Linked DNA regions of Gasterosteus aculeatus: region 1 is linked to region 2. Evidence: chromatin contacts called from public Hi-C data. All regions are on one chromosome and are shown on one strand. The core of a region is the stretch at or near the end of the contact, and the rest is flanking DNA. Distances in the headings are between cores, read along the strand shown. Region 1 overlaps mical2a (microtubule associated monooxygenase, calponin and LIM domain containing 2a). Region 2 holds the start of rassf10b (Ras association domain family member 10b).

Evidence for each region. A called contact is a pair of places that touch in the nucleus more often than the background predicts.
Region 1: a Hi-C map of skeletal muscle shows a contact between it and region 2, with 2.8 times the contacts expected there. The contact joins the enhancer-like site here to the promoter of rassf10b in region 2. A contact is called at or near these places in 4 of 6 Hi-C or Micro-C datasets (skeletal muscle, tail fin and whole body).

What each region holds. Positions count from the first base shown.
Region 1 is chr12:11,948,001-11,954,209 of fGasAcu3.hap1.1, forward strand. mical2a (microtubule associated monooxygenase, calponin and LIM domain containing 2a) reads right to left here. Exons shown (of 24, transcript XR_013451472.1): 17 at 6,041-6,209; 18 at 5,004-5,111; 19 at 3,529-3,709; 20 at 3,369-3,445; 21 at 3,185-3,281; 22 at 1,406-1,463; 23 at 888-948. Among protein-coding and RNA genes, the nearest start is that of LOC144385283, 17 kb to the right of the region's middle. Within about 2 kb of position 2,916, at least 2 of the 9 cell types and tissues checked have open chromatin away from gene starts, as enhancers often do.
Region 2 is chr12:11,889,374-11,895,417 of fGasAcu3.hap1.1, forward strand. It overlaps rassf10b (Ras association domain family member 10b), which reads right to left and starts at 2,809. Exons shown (of 1, transcript XM_040203115.2): 1 at 1-2,809. The coding sequence starts at 1,245. It overlaps tead1b (TEA domain family member 1b), which reads right to left. Exons shown (of 13, transcript XM_040203103.2): 13 at 2,990-6,044.

The DNA of each region.
Region 1 (6,209 bases), core at 1,666-4,165, 59 kb after region 2:
AACAACACGGCATGTAGAGAATAATTCATCGACAAAGCTGTATGTGTTAGTTTAGAGGAGAGCTTCAGGTGCATAAACGGCTACTTCGATACTATATGACTGTACGCCAGTAGTAGTAACGGATAAAGAAAGTGGGGCCTCTATTTAATGTTTTCACGTTTCCACACTTTTCAAAATACGGTAGAATGTATTCTCATCATAATAACAGTAGTGGGAGCAGAAGTCATGGTGGAAATGATAAATGGTGGACAAAAAGTCTTCAAAAAGTACCCTTCACAATTTTCTCAAAGAGCAAAGGAAGAATAGAAGTATCAACCAAATCTAAACTGTTGTTGAAAGAGTCAAGGACGTTTTTGATTAAGTAGAATCATGTCTTACAGCAGTTTCTTAAGTCGATGGAGTCGTGAAGGGCATCCCTGAGTAGTTTCCATCACAGTACATACCTACCTTTCATTTGAAATCAGGGTGCACAGAAATGCAACTAATGGATTTTATAAACCAGGTAGTTGTGAGGTGAAAACATAGTCACAGAGATCAATGCACATTTCTATAAATGTTGCTGTATGAACAGCTCAATAAAAACATTAATTGCAGTTATCAGATCATCATGAAAATATTAAAAATATATATTTTTTAAACCAGGAAACGGTTTCACACTCCATGCAAGGTGAGTTTAACAGAGCCGTGAACAACTTTGTTTTGCGTTTATTTAAAACTTGTGAAGAGGGATCATTGTAATGTGTATTCTCGTGAACAGAGGAAAACTCCATTTAAGATCTAATGGTTATAAATGTAAATTAACCTGAACAAAATGACATTTGATTGAGCTCTCTAAAGAGCAGAAGAGAATTTGTTGGTTACAAATTTAGGAAAATATTATTACTCACCTGGAAACAGTGGTCTGTAAAGGTGGACATTGGAAGTTCTCAGACATAAAACTGCAAACATCTGCAAAACCGTGACAACTCCATTGATGCAATCAAAAGCTCTAAGAGAGAATGCACCTTTGTGCATCCTTTTAACGATTGGTAAATACTAATAGAACTGATTTTCATCTGAAAAAGTTGAGAAGAAACCTTAAGAGCAAAAAGAGAAAAAATGAAGCCTGATTGGACGTTTGTTGGTATCTTTACATGTTAGTACTATTTCTCAAATCAGACATTAATCTCAGTGTTCATACTATTGGAACCACTAGAAAAGCAGATGTATACAGCAATTTAGGGGTTTTGAAACAAGCTTAGTTAGTACCATTCCCAAAACAGCCAAAGGATGAATAACGAACGCTGAGGCCGCTCATTAGTTATGAGTTGAGTTACGTCAAAACGTTTGGTCAGTTACGTATCGTCAGTATCTCCAGCCACATCACAAGTATGACACATTGCGACGTGACCATGCAGGTGATCACCTTTAAAATGTGATTTCTCCCAGTCATCAAGCAGGCTCACACTCATAAAAGGCTTCAGCTGAACAAGAGGAAAAGAGAAAACAGATCTAAAACACAGAACATATAGACACAAATAACGGCTGGAAGTAGAAAAACTTTATGAAAATAAAGTAAAATACTGGCATTCAAAATGAAAACAATATTGGTCTGTTGACACCATTACACATGCTGTGTTGATTGTCTTCCCACAAATGTATCAAGTAAATATTACACAAGTCTAGTCAGTGTGTCTAGTTCTTTGGTATCTTATAACACTGTCAACCAGAGTATATCAACTGCAGCAGATTGAATACATCAAAATTAAATATTTTGTAGCTGACAACAAATCATCAAAATAATATCCAGCACATAAAATAATGACAATATTATTTTCAAAATATTTCATAAACCAAACCCATGAGGATTGAGTGCGTCACAAGCATCGTTGAATAAGATTAGTGTATCTGAATAAGAAGCAACCGTGTAGCTTCCAGTCTGAGAGGCAATAACATACTTTACAAATAAGGCGAAGAGAAGTAAGCTAATCCAAACACATAACAGCATGCTCACCTGCTTCTATTGTCTACAGTAGATCAGAAAAACTAAATTGGCTGTATTGTTATACAGAGAGAGGTAAAAAAATAAGAAAATGGGGGAGGGGCGCATCTCATTTTGTTTTTATAGTTTTTCTAAACGTCAACAGTAGATGGCAGCAAATTAATCTTAATACTGAGAGAGCAACTCACCAGACAGATTCTTTGGTGTTAACCATTCAGGAATCTAAAACTAAAAACTGCTCATAAAATTAAACCGAATGGTAAGTGTATAAAAACAATAATTGAGAGAACGGTTGTCGTGTCCATAGTAACACTCAAAGTAAAGTAAAAAGCACATGACAAGAGCACATATGCATAGTCAATAGAAAACCAGTCCTGTGGTTACTGTTAACTCATGAACCCGCTTTTCAATGTGGCAGTTTACTGCTGCGCCAACGAGGCAGATAAAGTGCATCAAGTTAGTCGGTCAAGAAATTTTAACTGCCAGATCAATTTTCCAAGAGTTTGTAAAACGTTTTACAGCAAATAGGATTCCAGCAGTATCAACTACACCGGCCGTTTTATTTTCATTCTAACTACATTGAAATCTGTTAATTTTTTACCTTATTCTAACTGTGCAAATTATGTAGAGTTTCCACATCAAACCGACTGCAAAAATGTTTGGTGACGCTTTCTTAACCCCTGTAGAAATTAGCAAAAAAAGCTGCAAGAGCAACCTGCAGTGTCTCTCCTTTGATACACGAGTACGTCCCAGACACAGAGCCGTATCATCAAAAAAAAAAGGAAAGTAAACAATACAAAAGGTGCTTGTGCATGGCAACAAATAGCATCATGACCAGAAAACTCCTGCTAATGTCTCAGTCACGTATTTAACGGCATTGGAGTCTGCTGAGCGTCTAGATGAGCCTTTGCCCTATATGCTCCTGCAGCAACAGCAGGAGAGGCTGCAGAGCGCTGGGCCCGTCAGGCACAGCCTCTGTGTTCATCTGCAGCAATACCTCTTGCAGTACGAGCAGCAGGGGCAGACCTACGCTCAGGAGCTCGTACAGGGACGTGTAATCTTGGCCATTGTGCCGCAGGTGGCCGGCGAGGGCCCGCGCGGTACCGCGCACACGGCGGGACAGATAGCAGGGGGCGTTGCACACTGCGCGGATCACACCCAGGGGCCTGCTCAGGTGTTTCCTCATGAACGAGCTGAAGATACCTGCTGAGGGTCCACTCGGCGGGTCCGCCGTGCCGCCGGACTCCGAGCTCGGTCCATCGTCCGCACATTGCTCCTGAGCTCCAGCTGCAGAACGATTCTAAGACAGACGACAGGGGCAGTTTTACGCCTCTGAGTAAATATTGCTAGAGTAAGATGGAAACTTTCAGAAGGCCAGTGTACTCACTGAACGCGGGGAAAAGTTCCTCTGTGGGTTTGTTCCATTGTTCCTTTGATCAAAATGCAGTTTGCAGTACAATTTTCCTGTAGGATTACAGAACAGTGTCAGTACAAAGTAGATGAATTAGTAAAATCTGAGGAGAGATGAGACCCGTTGAGACACGTACCCTGTTCCGAGTCAAAAGCATGTGCTCCCTGTCGCAGGGCGGAGCTGCAGGTGGAGCAGCGGAAACACTCCCTGTGGAAGAAGAGCCCCTCGGCACAGACCCTCTCCACCATATAAACACGCCGCTCGCATGAGTGACACTTGTCACCCGAGGGGGGGAAGGCCCTTCGGACTGAGCTGCCCTGGGAAATAGAGACCAGGCAGAGATGACCACTAACAGCTTGAACACTGACTTTAATCAAAACAAATAAATAATAATAAAAAGCATTTACCATTACTTAAACCTAGTTAGCTAAAAAAATAAATAAACTGCACAATGAATGAATATGCTACATGCAAACTAACTTCACAATTTGATTGACAAATATTCCTTCATCAGAAGTAGGAAGGAAGTTCAAGATGCATTGTTCATGTTGAATATTTTCTACAGGTTTGTATATATTTTGTAAGGAGCTTCGTGGAACACGGCGGGTATTGCATGCAGGATGAGTGAGAATGTGACACGATGAGGATTACACAGCTGTTTTAATGAACGCCTTTCATTTCAGGTTCACCTCACGGGTAGAACATCTTCTCTCGGGGATATTATGAGTGATAGTTCAGGTCCATGAGTCTCTGTGTCTGAGCTCCTTTTCAGGGAGGGTGATTGCTGTCTTCACCTTTAAGTCTCCGACCTCATAATCATTTGGAACTGCTCACTAATATTCAACTCAAAAGGATGAACATTATTAAGGGAAGCAAGTAAGATAATGATAAAAAAAAGTTTCTCATGTCAATTGCTTTTCTGGAATCAAATTCAATCCTAACACTGGGTTACAGCAGTGGTTACTTCATTTTAAATGGTGACATCTGGCTGATGAGTTAGAGCAGACTGTGTGGGATGAGTGGAGAAGGAACACACAAAGTGCCACCACAAGAACGCACACTTCTCTTGCTTTGAGGGCTGCTGGTAATGAAAAGCAGAAGGGGCACACGGCTAAAAGCAAACGCTCTTATGCAAAGCAGCAGCCCCAGCGCGTAAATGTGTGCATTATAATTAAGTATATGGTTAAAATGTAAATCTTGGGCTTCGATGCTCTGCATGCTGCCTTTAAGGTTATTAAGATAAAGATATGTTGAGCTGAAATGTATATCGTGAACATGGGCCCGTTTTGGCAGCTGAAGGTGCAGCTTGATAAAGCTACGGTAAGATCAGATAAGATCTCTAGCTCCGAGCCTGACAAAGTATAATAAAGTCCCTTTACTGGTCAACTTAACTGAAATAAATCATTGAATTATTGTGAACATCTCTCTTGCATCTAGACAAATGAAAGTGTCCAAAAAATATATGTGTTGTACTAAATAAAGGACAAAAGACAAAATTGGCTGTGCGTGTTCCACATGCACACACACACACACACACACACACACACACTGTGAAGGTAATGCAGGCCACAAGGCCAGAGCAGCATCACACACCAAGCTGGAGATAGTCACCTCGAGTACAGCTGAGCTTTCTGATGAGAACAACCCACTAAGGTGAACAGCTTTGTCCTTTATACTCTTTGAGTGAAATTCTCTAGCCTGTTGTGTCTGAGCTTTTTTCTGCAGGTTGACACAGGACGAAAAGAAGAGCCGTCAGCTTGGCCTCCTCAGCACAGTGAGACACATTCCCCCACTAAGACATGGAGCTCTCTGTAGACATAATTAGGTTGGGTAATAAGCACTTGATGAGCAGTGCGCGGTAAATGATGAAAGGCCTTTCTGTTCTGCTTCCCCATTAAGAAGCAGGATTTGACGGTTAAATGTGTAGGCCACAGAGAACAATGACGTCGGTGTGCCGAACGAAAGCCGCCGTATTACGTTAATTTCACAGCCCACTTGATGTGGTCACTCATGCTCTACTCGAGCAGGAACCCAAGATAGACTCGCACCGAAGACCTGGCACAGAAATCAGTACGTCGGTTTGGCACCAAAGATGAAGGCGTTAATAAATCCCATAGTAAAGTATTGACTTCTTAGGGTTTAAATAAGCGATGGCCAAACTACAAAGCATATCAAATAAAAGAATTATCATAAAATGTAAGATTTGTTTTTAAACTTTAAGAACAAAGTTGAATTATCTACGCTGATTCTAAAGGGGTCAGCACGTATAGTCGGGATACAGAGACAGATAGCTATTGGACGGGCTTAACACAGACTGCAGAGGCTTCGCTAAACACCTCCTGGCTACCGATCTGTACTGTGGCCCGGTGCTGGCCGACCCGTCTCACACAGTCCGCCCGTCTGCCTGTCTCAGCCCGCGGTCACATCTGTAGGCCTTCTTGCCATTTTTGTCAGGCTGGATAATTAAGGGGCTGACTTCACACAGTTACCTACACATTACACAAGCCTAAATGTATAATCAGGGCGTGACGTATAATCAACATTCACTCAGGGGCATTTTTTGGGGGGGATCAGCTCACGGAACGACACAAAGGCTTGAAAAGAGCAGAGAAAGAGTTAAAGACAGTTGATAGACAGATAGTGATCACCTCAGAGACGTGTTCGTCCACCTCCCTGAGGCGCCGCAGCACTCTTGACATGAAATCGATTGCTGATTGGCGGGAGGCAGAAGAGGAAGCAGGGGGGTCTGCACTCTCCGGCTGAGCCTCGGGCTTCGCCTCAGAACGCGTCCGATCAACATGTCTGAGCTTCACTAGT
Region 2 (6,044 bases), core at 1,559-4,058:
CTGACTATGCAGAGAACTTAAGCCAGTGTCTGAGTCGTCGTCGTCCACACAGTGAGCTTTAGACGGACCCCCGGCCTGCGCCACCCACTCGGGTTCCCTCTCCAAAGCGCACGTCATCCCCATCTTATCATCAGTCCCGGGGCCACATCTCTCCTCGTTGGCGCTCCCTTCCTCCATCTCCAAAATCTTCACTTTCTCCAGCAAATCCCTCATTTCCTTCTCCCTCGCTCCGCAAATCTCCCGGGTCAGCTCTAAATCGCCCCCAATAGCATCTAAATCCGCGTTGAGGCGCAGACCGACGTACAAACTCGCCTCCAGCTGCGTTCTGATCCTGTCCTCTTCCCAGAACAGCTGCTTCTCTGACGCTGCGTCTGGCGCCTCGTCGGGCTCGGCGTCCTCGCGCTGCAGCTGTTTCCTCCGCCGCATCCAGCGGCGGTTCAGCTCCTGCTGGACCTGCGCCGTGAACACGTCCACCAGGGCTTCTTTCTCCCGCAGCTCCTCCTGCAGTCGAACCACCTGCTCGCACCGCCGCACGTACTCTTCGAGGCTGGCGACAGTTTGAGCTGAACGCACGCGGTCTCCGTCTCGGCGGGCAGCGTCCACCAAGTACGTGTCCTGCACGTAGTTCACCCCGTGTTTATCAATTCGGTCGGAATGCACCTTCGCCTCGCACGCTTCGATGTCCGCGTCCAGCTGCGTAATCCTCTGGAGCTGCTGGCGCATCGTGTGATCCTGCGAAATCACCAGATGGACCAACGTTTCGATCGTTTCCGCGGAGGACGCGTCTCTCTGCGCCCTCTTTCTATTGATCCTCTCCAGCTTCCTGAAAGCTTTCCTAACGACGCGCCGGTGTTTCCCGGGCGGGATGCCCCCCTCGGGGCTCTTGGCAACACGGGGCCTGTGTCTGCTGAGCACCACCCGCGCCTCTGCGCCGCGGGCCCCGTGGCTGGCCAGAGACGCCTCACTTTTCACCAGCAAAAACTTCACGTTGCTCCGCTCCTCCCCCCACGCGCACCACAGCCGGAGCATCTTGGTTTTGCTCGGCAAGGTCCTCTCGAAACCTCTCCATTTCTCCACTATGCAGTACGCACGCGGGCACGCGGCGTCGGGGAGGCCGCGCTGCGCGTTCTGCTCCTCCACGAGTACTTTGACAACGTCGGCGCAGGCTGTGCGCTTCGACAAGCCGAAGACGAGCTTCTCCTCTCGGCAGACCCACACCGAGATTTGGCCCTCCTCCGTCTCCATCGCAGGTGTCTGATGAACCCCAATTCTTCTAAATAGAAAGAAGGAAAAAGTTTTTTTTTAAACCGAGTTAAATTCGCATGTCCGTCAAAATCTCCTCTGCGTCCGATGTGCGCGATGTGGCTGATGGAGCTGAAGGGTTTAGGGTCCTCCAGTGCACTTTCCTGGTGCCAAATCCAGGTCTGCCCTCACGAGACTGCCTCTGCTGTGACCACATGACTTCCACCCACAAGCGTCAGCGGCCAGTTGTTATTTGTCTATGACAAGTTGGAGGTTAATGACGGTTATTGTATATTCCCATATACAGCATATACAATGAATTACATAAAATGAACATTTTTCTGAATATAGAGCAGACACTTCATGCAGTCCCCACGGCCGTGGGGCAGAGGCGCAAAGAGTGTTATATTGAGAGATCTGAGTGGAGGAGAGGTGACCTTCTGAATTACTCGTTTGTGTTCAATGATCTGAATATTAATACTAATATAATTTTGCTTTTGCTCACATTCGTCTCCAAGAAAGGCCTGGTATAGTTTTGGGAAGGGGTTTCGATGGTTGCTGCTTGTGTCCCTACAGGAGGGTTACTTGAGGCTTATAATGACCATGTGAACCTCTTGGATAAGAGGTGTGCCAGCTTTTGCTTGTGTATTTTTGGTGTCCCAATAGTTTTAGCTTTAGATTATTACCATGTGTGTGAGAGAAGGTTCATACTCGTCTTCTCAGACAAGCCAGATCAATTCCTTGACATGTGAAAGCACACAAGCCTCTACATTTTAAAGTGTTAACTGGATTTGCAGGGCTGTCAATTCTCAGCAACTAAGCGAGATTTAAAAGATCTGTTGCCGCCATGTCCAATGAAACTAGCAAGCTGTCCCCAGGAGGAGTGTTTGTTACAGTGATCTCATGACATGTCGACAAAGTGGCCGCGGTAGAAGGTAAGTAGCTGGCAGCACCACCTCCAAACCAACAGACTATAATTCAAACAAATGTCCCTAAATCTAGCGAGAAAGTCACAGCCGGCCACACAGCGGCAGCTCGTCTCTACAAAAAGTCTAAACACGGCTGGTAGGGCTCATAGGCAGGCAGACCAGTAGGTGTCTGTCTAATAAGTTCATGCTAAGCAACAGCCACAGGTAAAGGTTTTATTATTATTTTCTTATTTGTATCAGTATTTTATTAATGGATTTCTGCAGCCCTATCATTGAAAGGCGTCATATTGATGTAGTGCAACCTCAAAGCAAAACGCTATTAGAATTGTTCGGCTCGCTCAGAGCACACACGTGTGCACATGAAATACTAAATATGAAATGATTTTGCTTGCATTCAAGAGGTAATAGTGCAAGTGTAATTTATGGATGAACAATTCAGTTCCTCTTGGTTCATGGGCACCACTCTTTATTTAACTATGTCAAGTACGTCATTAGATATTTTGCAGAAAAGAAAGTGTTTTAAATGTCATGACTTATGTGACTGCATTTTAATTACATGCTGGATAACATTTAGCGGTTCCTTAATGGTTGAACTCAAAGTTAAATAAAACCTGTTTCTTAATTAAAGTCTCCCTGTATACATTAATATATTACAGTTGGTTGCATGGGGACACAGGCAGATCAACATAAAGCAAGTGACAGGCTCCATCTGCTGTTGATCTGAGGTTTCTGCAGTTAAATGAGGCCTCGTCCACACAGATTCATGTTGCTGCTTCAGGGCATAAATGTTTCACTGAAGTGACAACAAAAGCAGGCTGTTCATTTTCAGATTTATTTAACTTCAATATCGTATACATACAAAGTATCTAGAAAGCTACAAAAAAAACTACTATTATCAAGAAGGCGTCATAATGTCACGGAGCAAAGACAAGACCAACTGCAGAACACAGAAACACAGCAGAGCTTCTTTTCTCTCCTTTGCTCCAAAACCTTGGATACAAAAAGATATCACACACCTGTACCAAGAAAAGCTAAGCTATATCATTTTGTACAAAGCACCTTTTTACAAAAAAAAAAGTCTGCACACAAAACCCAAATGTGTGTACGACAACTATATGTGAGCAGTGTGAAAAATCACTTTAAAGCCACCATCTGAAAATGATTGTGAAACAAAAAGGTACCAGTACCTACTCTGTCGACGGAATTACAAATAACAAGAGCTAAACTGCTGATATGTTTATATTTATGATTCCTCATGTTTCTTTTTTAATGTGTCCATTTCATTTTAAAACGGTCCTCCAGACATTCATGTCGACCAAGGCTGTGAGTGTTTAAACATGTGAAAATGTACCAGCAGTGCAGCAGCCACATCATTATACCATCTTATCGGGCTCGCAATATGCAGACGATGTCATCACAAAAACAAGAACAACTTTATACAAATACAATAGGAAAACATCTCACTAAGTAATCAGTAAATGTGAACGAATACACGAGGTAAACGAGAGAAAAGAAAACCCACGAAAACTCCACAGTGTCTGCAGGACTGTGGCAAAATACTGAATGATTGATTGAACTTTATCCAACATTGTCTGCAATTATTTAGAGCTTCTCTTATTAAAATACCTCATAATTGTAAGTGTCTCTACGGTCCTTCTGGTGAAAAGCATTAAACCTCTACGAATGTGTCCAGACCTCCAGAAAATTAGCTTCTGAAACCGTTTTTTGAAAGAATTTCAACCACATAAAAAGTTATGGAATTTGTAGCGTATAAGCATTAAATAGTTTCCTTTAGGATCTGAACGGTCAATGATCAAATCTTGTGTCTTGTGCCAGCTGTGTCAACTGCATCATCAAAGGTAACCTTGTGATGTTTTCACATCGCGCGAGTGTCGTGGATCCAGAAGAGAGTTTTATGTTTCCCAAATCCTTTTTAAAAACACACTCGAACCTGCAAGTGTGCAGGAGGCAAACAGCTGCAGTGTCCACACGAGTTGACATTCTGCGTGCAGTTAGTGGGCGCACGGTTTTAGCAGGTCTTTCGGTCTTTGAACTCGAGGAAAGAAATATGTTTTCTTCAAATACACAATTTGTGAAATCAATGAAAAATAATCGTTTATCTTTTTTTACTTATGACAAGCTTTCATCCTCCTGTAGCAATAATCCTTTAAAAAGGCAATGTGGTGATTGGTTTAAGTTGTGTAATTTTTTGGTCTGGCAACATTGAATTTGTACTTTCTGTTCAATCTTTTTGAAGCTGGACATTTTATACCAAAAGGCACTTCCTCGCTACCATGCAGGACAGGACAATAGATTAACTGTATCTCTGTATTTTTGGTCTTTTAACAGGAAAGGCAGTCAGTCTGTTTATAGTACACTTGTAGAAAAGAAGGCTGATATTTTAGGAACACTTACAGCATTAGAGTAAAATAGAACCTGTTTTATAACTTTTTCTGAGCTTAATTAAATTAACACACTTCAACAAAAGAGCACTGCCTTTTAATAACGTCAAGAAAACTGTATTTCTAGGAGTGTACCAATAGTAAGAAACATTATTTCTCAGATGTGAAGAGGTACCAAGTAACATAGCGGTGACTTATTTTTGCCTGTTCCATCAAACAGATTTTGGACTTAGAACAAAAAGGAAAATGTTAGAGTGTATACTAAGGCACTGTACATCTACACTTTGGCAGACGGGATTGTACAATTCTTACACAATGCAAACAAAAGAGTCTTCCTGCGCAGTGATCACAGTTTTAAGGGGCATCTTTTGGAGTTCTCACAGCTTTAACATGTTTAAGGCTCGGAATCGACGTAGGCCACGTAAACATGTGAACACAGCGTGACGACGTGAAGGCAGTTTGGAGTCTTTTTTGACACCAACATCGCAGGGGGGGGGGGGGGGGGGGGCGACGATATGCTGAGCCTTTAAGAGGACAAAGCCACAGCGTACTGAACAAGGCCTTCCTTCTACACGTGATTTATAGTGTGCTGATTGAGTATTGTTCTAAAACCACAGCTGCAACAGAAATAAGTAAGCGTTACAAAAGGCAGTCCAGGCGGGGGAACAAAGTGCTTTTGGACAAGATGAGTCAGTTCCGAGTCATTTCTGCAGTACTTTCACCTGTCTAAAGTTCTCCCATCAGTTGTCACAAAGAGTTGTAGCACAGAAATGTTTAGCGGGGGACAAGACCTCCTACATTTGCGGGCAAAATGTTGTTAGTACTTTCACAGTGCAATAATTCAGTTGTTAGTGTCTAAGACTTGGAGTGCTTCAACAGGGATAAATAAACGAATGAAAGCAGAGTCTTTTTTAAGAAAAAGCAGTAAATATGCAATGTCCATAACCACTCGCTTCTAACTGTCCGTGTAGTGTTTTCTTAGTTTAGTTTCTTTGGAAAATCTATTGGCTGTTGGTGCATGACTGTATATCTACAGTATGTACGCTCACAAATTATGAACTACAGACACACGAAACACACTCAAACATATTACACAGACCACATCAGGCTGCTGAAAGAAAAAGATCAGCATCCTTCTTTTTCTTAATATACATAACAAAGCAGAAGAAGACACATATTTCCATTTACCAAATTAATATAGTAAATTCTTTAAAAACAGCCACATTTATACCTAAAACAGACCAACTCAACATTATTATAAACGAGAATTCTCGTATTCAAACATAAAACAACTGTACCGTAATTCACAGCTGCAGTCAAATAACAAACACTTTATATTAAAACAAATTTATAACAACTGACTTCACCCAATACCATGACCAAAAAGCATTGTCGGTGTGACTTTCAGGTAGAGGCACTGCCACTTGTCTTGAGGTTGGTAAGTCCATGTAAATAAAGAGGAGGGATTTGG